Linked DNA regions of Mus musculus: region 1 is linked to region 2. The links are chromatin contacts, called in public Hi-C maps. All regions are on one chromosome and are shown on one strand. Each heading gives the region's core, a stretch centred on a gene start, on an enhancer-like site or on the middle of the called end of the contact. The rest is flanking DNA. Distances are from core to core; before and after follow the strand shown. Region 1 overlaps Myo5c (myosin VC). Region 2 overlaps Myo5a (myosin VA).

What was found. Hi-C and Micro-C count contacts between places; a contact is called where the count stands out from the background.
Region 1: a contact with region 2 is called in a Hi-C map of cerebellar granule neurons, with 2.4 times the contacts expected there. The contact joins two enhancer-like sites. A contact is called at or near these places in 3 of 15 datasets of contacts at CTCF or cohesin (CD8 T cells, large pre-B cells and pro-B cells), 22 of 484 Hi-C or Micro-C datasets (the CH12 cell line, LSK cells, cerebellar granule neurons and 10 more), 3 of 115 datasets of contacts at active chromatin or transcription factors (embryonic stem cells, epiblast stem cells and large pre-B cells) and 3 of 9 other capture datasets (adipose tissue, liver and pancreatic islet).

Annotation. Positions count from the first base shown.
Region 1 is chr9:75,281,760-75,286,389 of GRCm38.p6, reverse strand. It overlaps Myo5c (myosin VC), which reads right to left. Exons shown (of 41, transcript NM_001081322.1): 25 at 4,374-4,554; 26 at 2,404-2,497; 27 at 2,180-2,243; 28 at 1,377-1,457. Among named protein-coding and RNA genes, the nearest start is that of Gnb5, 22 kb to the left of the region's middle. Within about 2 kb of position 3,154, at least 16 of the 459 cell types and tissues checked have an H3K27ac peak or open chromatin away from gene starts, as enhancers often do. A contact at or near this core is called in the CH12 cell line and cerebellar granule neurons, where this site is marked.
Region 2 is chr9:75,194,352-75,198,924 of GRCm38.p6, reverse strand. Myo5a (myosin VA) reads right to left here. Exons shown (of 41, transcript NM_010864.2): 32 at 2,725-2,799; 33 at 1,189-1,282. Among named protein-coding and RNA genes, the nearest start is that of Myo5c, 35 kb to the left of the region's middle. Within about 2 kb of position 1,449, at least 159 of the 459 cell types and tissues checked have an H3K27ac peak or open chromatin away from gene starts, as enhancers often do. A contact at or near this core is called in the CH12 cell line and cerebellar granule neurons, where this site is marked.

The DNA.
Region 1 (4,630 bases), core at 1,905-4,404, 86 kb before region 2:
CAGTCAGCTATTGGATGGATCACAGGGCCCCCAATGGAGGAGATAGAGAAAGTACCCAAGGAGCTAAAGGGATCTGCAACCCTATAGGTGCAACAACATTATGAACTAACCAGTACCCCGGAGCTCTTGACTCTAGCTGCATATGTATCAGAAGATGGCCTAGTCGGCCATCACTGGAAAGAGAGGCCCATTAGACTTGCAAACTTTATATGCCCCAGTACAGGGGAACGCCAGGGCCAAAAAGTGGGAGTGGGTGGGTAGGGGAGTAGGGAGGGGGAGGATATGGGGGACTTTTGGGATAGCATTGGAAATGTAAATGAGGAAAATACCTAATAAAAATATAAAAAAATTAACACATTAAAAAAAAAAAAAGGAAGGGTGGAGGACTGAAGCCGTGGTCTCTGTGTTGCAGCAGCTGAGAAAGCTAGGGTCAGCATTTCAGCCTCAGGACCTAAAACTGACAATGCTTTTACAGAGATGGAGGGAACGAGGATCGGTAATCAAAGACCCTCAGTCACCGTTCAAAAACAGTGTGCAGTGTTAACACAGTTATGACAAAGGCGTTTCATTTTAGAAGTAGTTCAGTTATGTTCTTACAGTTAGTAGTCGAAACCCTCTATTCTGTGTGATACGGTTGTGATTATGTGTCTCTACACATCTGGAGGATTCACTGAGTGTGCAAGACGGGGTCCAATGTGAGCCTTTGGGGACCCTGCTGTGTCACCACACAGTGATGTAAGCTATCAATGGGGAGGCTGCATGAGCTAGTGAAGGGATATACGAGAACTCGCATGGGTGTGCAAAGCCTGTGGAGGCCAGAAGAGGGCATCAGACCCCCTGGAGCTGGGGTTATAGATGGTTGTAAGCAGCCACGTGGGTGTCGGGAATCTAACAGACCTGGGTCCTTTGCAAGAGCAGTTAACAACTGGCCATTTCTCCAGGACAGATTTTGTTTGCTTTTTGATATAGGGTCTTTAGCCCAGGCTAGCCTCAAACTTCTTAGGTAGTTAAGAATATTCTTGGTTTTCTCCATCTTTTTGATTTCCAGGTGCTGGAGTTCTGGGTGTGCCTCATAACACCCCATTTATTCAGTGTGAGGGGTAGAAATCAGAGTTTTATGCATACCAGGCAAGCATTCTTATTAACTGAGCCAAATCCCCAGCCCTGTAACCAGTTGTTAGCAAACACTAGGCCTCCTCACTAGGCAAACGACTGCATTTTCAGAGGAGTCTTTCTAGGGGTTATTAGACACTTCTACCATAAGAATTTACTTCACGTGTCAATTCTAGGCAAGGTGAACTTCTCAACATTGTATTGTCTCTGGAAAACCAAACCAAGCCAAACAAACACACCAGAATCCCAAGGGAATGTCTAACCGAGTTGCTTTCTTTAGTCCTTCGTAGGCAAACCAAAGTTCTCCATCTTCATTTAAATGTTCCAGATCTTCCACAGAGAGCCTGGAGAGCAAAGAAAGAGAGCAAAGAAGCCTTGCCCACCTTTACATGGCTTGTGTATGTCGTCCCTACAGGGTGGTTCACCTTGCTATATAAAAGATTGTGTGTGAGTGAGTGAGTGTGCATATGTGTAAGTGTGCATAAGTGTGCATGTGTGTGGGTGCACATTGTGTGTGTGTGCATATGTGTAGGTGTGTGAGTGTGCATGTATGTAAGTGTGTGTGCATGTGTGTAGGTGTGAGTGTGCACATGCATGTGTGAGTGTGCATGTGTATAAGTGTGTGTGTGTGAATGTGCATGTGTGTGTGAGTGTGTGTGTATGAGTGTGTGTGTAGATGCTGGTGGAGACCTGAACACAGCATCAGATGCCCTTTGAAGCTGGAGTTGCAGGTGATTGTGAGTCACCTGACATGGCTGCAGGGACCTGATCTCGGCAGGAGCAGCAAGCACTCTTACCCACGAAACCATCTGTCTTTCCAACCCCCAAGACCATTTTGAAGCAGGGTCTCTCAGTGGCCTGGACCTCACTGAGTAGGCTACACTAGCTTCTCGGTAAGTGCAGGGATTCTTCTGTCTCTACCTCCCCATTGGTGGGTTACACGCATGTGAGTCTTCTTCTGAAATGCACGGACTCTTGGGATCACACTCACATGTTAACACTTTGCCGAGTCATGCCTCCAATCTGTTTTACATTTGTAAATGTCTGATAATGTAAAATCGATTACCTGCTTCTAACATCTTCGATGTCATAGCTCTCCAAAAGCTGCTTGGTGACCTCTGACATCCGTTCTAGAAGGAAAGAGAGAGCAGCAGACATTGAATTTGGGCATGACTTCACCCCCATGGCATCTCTGCAGTTGTTTCTACGGCCTACCAGCTGGCCACCCTCTTAGGTATCCAACTAGCAAGCTGCCCAGACTACCCAGTAACCAGTCCATGCCCCTGGTACCTCTCATCTCCCGTTTCTGTGACTGCACGTGCTTTTCCACATCTATCTTCTGGGCTTGCAGCAGCTCTATCTCCTTCTCAAACTCAGAGATGGTCTAAATCAGAGCCGCAAACAGATCCAGTGCAGAGAAAACAGCCGTTACACTTCTCATCAGGCAAGGGCACACCCCGTCACAGAGCATATGGTGGCCTCCCGCCTCCATGCGGCTTCCTAGCAGGAATCTTATCTACTCTCACAGCCTCACATCTTGCCCTGAAGCAGCTCAACTGTGCAACTGTTTGCAGGCCTACCTGGATGCAGGAATGAGCTTCCCTGTTGTAACGGAAGGAAACAATCACAAGTTTGCCATGAGACAGGCAGAGGGCAAGACGGGTAAAACTGCAGGTCGGAAGGCGAAGGTACATTGCTAGGAGGCGTTTTGTCACAGAGGCAGGGGAGGCTAAGCAGCCTGGGAAGACCACCAGGGACAGTTTCCCATGAGCATCTCTGCTTGTTAAAGGGGCTGCATCCACCTCTGTTCACTCTGCAAGTTCATCTCGAGGAAGGTATTTTTCATATTTTGTAGCTAAGACAGATAGAGATATTCTCAGGGGTAGCAGGGGTAAAAAGCCCTCCTCAAATATTGTTATTCGGAGTATTGACAGGTTCTAGCTCCCAATTCAGAGAGGGAGGGGATCAAATACTAGTGCTCCACTTCGACACCTAGTCCTCCTAGCAGGCCTCGAAGTGAGTGGAACAAGCTGAGCCCGCATCGATTAGAAAATGAACTGAAGGTTAAATGACACATTTGGGATCATGTGTCAAGCTCACAGGACTGCCCAGGCTGAAGCCTTGGTTCTTTTCTTGGTTCTTTACATATTTCAGGTAATGTTTACACTTCCTTATTTTCTTCAGATCGCATCACAGAGAGCTTGACAATGACCTTCAAGAGCTCTGAAAACCAGACCTCTTAAAGCATCAGAGGAAGAGAGTGACATCTACTGGTGCCTCCCTCCAAGTGCAGGCTCACAGTTCCCCCGATTTAAGATCAGCCTGGAGAGATGGCCCTACAGTTAAGAGCACTGGCTGCTCTTCCAAAGGGCATGGGCTTGATTCCCAGCACCCACATGCTAGGATTACAGAAGTGCGACACTGTTTCTGACTTTGGTGCTCTGGGAGTCAAAGCTGGAGCCTCCTGTGTGCTAAAAAGGCAGTCTACTAATCAGGCTGCATCCCCAGACCTGAAGTCCTCCTGATCACCCATGTGAATTTTCATGTAACAGTGTAAATGGTGGATAGCAACAATTTCACTTCAGTACAAGAATTCATAAGTTTATAATATGATAAACAATAAGGGTTCACCTGAATTTATAACTTAAATAGGTAGTATTCTTTTAGTCAATCTATTTAAGTAACTGTATAGTTACAATCTTAGAGTGTTAGAACCTGACTTTTCAAATATGAAATACATTTTCAGACAGCCCAGAGGCTGGGACGGAGAGAACTGAGTACCCGGGTGCTGTGTGCCTTCAGTCTGTATGGATGCTCCTGTTGTCTGATCCCTTGGGAATATATAGATGTTAAAGTAAGATGGGGCTAGAAAGGAGAGCACCCTCTGTGACTCAGACTCTCACTTCCCCAAAGGTTGTTTCCAAACACCCTAGCAAGACAGAGTTACAGGGGGCACCTCCTGTATGATGGACACATCTTACTTAGCTAAAGGGCTGAACCAATACCTCCTCCCCTGCCACCCAGGAATCCAGGATAACCTGGGTACAGGCTACCCATCCTCCTCATTTTGCCTGAATCTGTAAGAAGGGGTTCCCTAGCAACGCCTCTTCTGAGCTCTCTTTAGAACCCCTCTTTGGTGTTAATAAATCTCTTAACAAAAGAACAGCCCACTGGGGTCCCTCTGTACCCAAATCTCTGCATTTCTACTGTTTCTGTGAAGATCAAGGGCATCTCTGGAGGAGCTAGAAGGCAGCACACACCTTTGCCTGCTTGCTTAGGCGGGCCACCTCCCCCTTCAGGCGGTCAGAGGTGACCTGTCCCTCCTCCAGCTGGTGATGCAGTTGCGACCTCTCGTCCTTGAGGGCTTTAATCTCTTCTCTCAGAGACTCTATCTGTTTCTCATAGGCTTGTGTTTTCAGCTCAAAACCTTTTTCAAGAACTCTAGATGGTAAAAGGAGAAAATCTAACTTAGAATTGTTCTTATAGTCTTTGAACAAGACAATATACAATATTATGA
Region 2 (4,573 bases), core at 200-2,699:
CTCTTAGTCAAGCATAGAAACCAGTAATTCAAACAGAAAAACTGCCAAAAATTTAAGAGTGAAAAACCATAGAAAGTATGAACCAAATACAGAAAGCAGGTCCTGAGGTTGGTGGTGCGATCAGGATGCTTCTGAGGATGTGACAAGTGCCTTTAGTTCCACAGAATGAGCAGGGCTTGACTGGGACTGCCAGACAGACGGAAGAACAGTTATGACTCAGTGTGATGGAGTGGTGGGCTCTTTCTATCCTTTGTGCCACATGAGAGTCACAAAGATGACAAGTAGAGAATATGATAGATGGCCAGGATGAGCACATCATTTGTGGTTAAAATGGCTTAAAGGGAATTTTATCTTTGAAGTTCTGTTCCTCAGGTGCCTTGAGATGTGAGAGGGTGGCTGGAATGAACTCAGTGGTTGCTTTGGTCTCACTCACAGCTGGATCTCAAGCACCTGCAACTGCACCAGCACCTAGGCACACGCAATAAAACTTGCTGGATGATCAGACTAACTCACAGGACAACAGCAGTATGCTTCCATGGATTTTTTTCTCAAGGAGCATACCTTTTTTATATAGAAATGATTTTAAAAATCATGTTTCTTTATAATTATAATTCATATTTCCTGATTAATTTCTTTTTTTTTATTAGGTCGTGAGTTCTTTGAGGATACTCTACCACATTCCCTTTTGTAGCTCTAGTGGTAACAATTAGATTGTGTGTAGCAGGTATGTTGCTATTGCAGATGTGCCGCCCACATTAACTCATTCAGTTCTTAGAGACCATGTTTGAGAGGCACCATTATCATTCCCAGTGAGGATGTGGGAAAACTGAGGCATGGAGAGGCTCAGCACCACGCACATATTCTGAGCCTAGTAGGTAGGAGAGAGGCACAGGACTTGAATCAAGAAGCTGGCTCTAGAATCCTTGCTCTTAAGCACATGCTGTACTGACTAGGGCAGACTCTGGCATGTGTTAGCTGTTTGTTGAATGAATTTTCTCCCTTTGTAACTTACTGTTATGTTACTAGGAAAATTATTCCCATACATAGAAGAATTTTTCATTCCGCAGAGGTTAAGATTGTCAAAAGTAATTTTGATTATTTTCTCTAAAAACTCACCTGTAACTCTCTACCAGGTCACTAGCAATGGACATAAAATTTGACAAATGCTGTTAAAAAATGTTTAAGTACCTTCTAGTTCACCAATTTTTTTGGCAAAGACTTTCAGTTGTTTCTTCAGTTTCCGGACAGTTTTATCCTGCTTTTCAAGTTGTTCCATCAGATCCTAGGATCAAAATGAGAATTATGTCAGAAAGATGAGAACAGGCTCAGCACAGGCACAAAGGGCGCACAGATGGAATCACAGCAACACACTGTTAGTTTCACATAAAAGCTGCAGGTGGAGCCACCGCCTGGCTCAAACTGGCAGACAAAGGAGGTGCAGCTCCGGTGATGGCAAGGCTTTGACACTGCGGTGAGTGAAGGCAAGGCTGACACTGCAGTGAGCTCCTTACAGCTACAGCCTACAGCGTGATGGAAGCCTCCCAGCAGGCTCCTATGGAAACATCTCAGACTCACTGTCACTTGTGAGGGGGACTGGGCAAAGATGAGCTCTGATGAGTGCATACAAGGTCTGTGAGAGCTGAGGACAGCTGCACTTAGGAAAAGACTGACCCTCCGTGAGTAAAGCACAGCTATGCGTTACCTGTTCTAAACTCAGCCTTAACGCCTACGAAACATGAAGAAGTTGGGGAAACTAAAAGTAAGCTGAGCCAGGTGTTCTGGCATACACCATTAATTCAAGTACTCAGAAGGCAGTAGTGGGTGGATCTCTGTGAGTTCAAGGCCAGCCAGAGTTACATATAGAGACTGCCTTAAAAAAACAAGCCAAACAAAACCAAATCAAACAACAAAAAAGTAATAACAACAAAAGGATAAAGAACTTTCTGCTACATAGCATGAAGGTACATGACTATAACCCAAGTACCAGGAAGTCAGAGAGAATTCAAGGCCCGCCTGGGTTGTAGTGAAAGCTTGCCTCGGGGTGGGAGTGGGGTTCTGCTGGCATAAGACCCAAATGCCAGGTAATAAAAGATACCCACAAATCTTGCACAATATATATATTTAAAAAAAATGAAGTTTGAGTGCCTAATGTAAAATGTGAAAAAGAGAGAAAGAAAACCTGTGTTTTTAAATGGAAGGTAAGATACTGGCTTTATTTAGTAAAGAATTCTCTCCAAGGACAGGCAGTTAGATACTCAGGAAGAGGGAAGTGGGCATGACCAGACTAAGAAAGCTTCGAAAGGTCAGACATGAGTCAGTGGAGCTGGCTGGGGGTTGCCACTGAGTCTTAGAGAAGAACAGCATTTGATAATGCTGATTCATTCTCTAGCTTGCTCAGAACTGGGCTCAGACATCTGACTAGTGATTCTGAGGAAACAGCTGCTCACATTCCCAGTGCTGGGTTATGCTTCCTGAATTTGACTCTATCTTTGAAATCAATTGCTTCCATCACACTGTAAGCCTTGGGTTAACAACAAACCAAACACAGTGGACACGGGACACCAAAAGATAGCTGGCTAAAGATAGCTGTGGGGGGTGGGGGGAAGAGATTTTGTGAATATTTTTGAAGAGACCTCCTGGGCAGTGACAGACAGCAGTGTGCTCTTCAGTTAGAGAAGGCTAGAAGTAGCAGAGGACAACAGAAAAGCACTGTGTTTTACATACAATCATCCTTTTGTAAAGTGAAATCCGATAGGATTGATACTTCTTAGGGTCATCTGCATATAATTCCTCAAAATACTGAAAAAACAGGTACAATGGATATTTGTTTCTTGTGTCTTTGAGCAAGTGCTACCTCTCAGCAAAATTAACTTAAAAATACTTTAAAACACATGTAACGAAACTATATCTACTCACAGGTTCCAATTTGCCACCTGCTATTACCATGTATAGATGAGTCTCTATTTCACATGAACAGTGGAAATAGGTGATGGCCAGGATGTTGTCACTAGAACAGGGAACCATAGTGACCAGAGAAGGCTGACGTTTCAGTTCCCAGCATTTTACTGCTCCCTCACATGTGACTCTCTCAAGCTGCTGCTTGTCCAGTCACTATCAGAGCAGCAAGGGCAAGGAAGGCAATGACATAAAAAGGCAGGAAGGAGCACTGCTAGCACCCCGGTCCTGTTTGCAACTTGTGGAGCTGGTGAGAGGCAGCATGGGGAGACCTGTGAAGCCTGTGCACCTGAGGAGTAAGAAAGCCATTCCTATGTGTGCTGGTGTGTGTTCAGTGTGTGTGCGTGTGTGTTCATGTGCAGCAAAACTTCAGAAGCACTAAGCCCAGACGTGCTTACCTTAATATTCTGCTCAAGTGAATCCTAACAAATGTGTAATTAAAACTGAGAAAGAATATCCTTTCATACACTTGACTTTGATAATATTCTTCAAATTAGCAGTCAGTGTAACGAATGGCACAAGCAGATGATCTGCAAAGGATAGCCTAAAACAAACTAACCAGAGACTTCTATTTTGAGTGTAAGGTTTGTTCATTTCTGAGTTAGATACAAAATACTGATAGTACAGAAGAGTTATAAGGGTGAGCAACACTTGATTAACTTAGTGAACAAATTTAGAATCTGCCACCCAGAAACAAACCCATTTCACACACTGTCAGCATTTTAAGGCAATCACTCAGAAGCAAAGAATCTGTACACTGATCAGTCAGTATTATTCCACATATTTATCAATTAATCATCAACAGCATTGTTAGTCATATCAGCAAAGAGAGTAAAACATAACTTTTGAAGAACATTTTCTGACTCAGAAGCCGTCCCTATCAAGGTGCAGTTGCTCTGAAAGAGCACAGGCACCGTCCTTGCTCCTCCCCAACTCCTACCACGGAGCTTCATACACACAGTAGACTGGAAAGAAAACACTTTTTCCAATCTAGGTAAAATATGGGTGAACATATGGTGGTAGAGAACTATCTGTACTCTCAGTTATCACTAATGGAATTAGACCTTCAGAGAAATTCAGACACGTCTTACTGTGGATCTTAAAAGGTATTACTTTTTCATCTGTCACTAGAGAACAGATTTTATGCAAAAATGAATAATTATAATCTTTAACTGACTTTTATGCAATAAGTATATCTGTAAAATTTACATAGATGTAAATGTGATAAAGAAAAATATAGAAGATATTTTATTTTGGTTAAAAAAAATGGAAGGAATAAGAAAAAAGAAGGTCTTAGAGAGTCTGTGTGAGCATTCAGAATCTGGAAGGGGAACAGCAAAATCACCTTCCTCTTTACCATACAGGCTCTGCTTAAAACGAGAGAATGTGCCAAGTTCAATTCTAGTCCCTCTGCCCCGTTTTAGAAGCTCTGTATCCAGTGACAACACATAGCTCCTGCTTGACTCAACCAAGAATCTTCCCTGGCTTGTCGGCTAGACAGGCTGGAAGGCCTCCTCCCTGGATGCCTGAGATCAGAGGAAAATGGTCTGTAGCTGTGTCTCCCTGCCACTCAAAGCCTAGCAGGTAGTCAGGTTACTCTCTTCCGGAGACTCCAGGC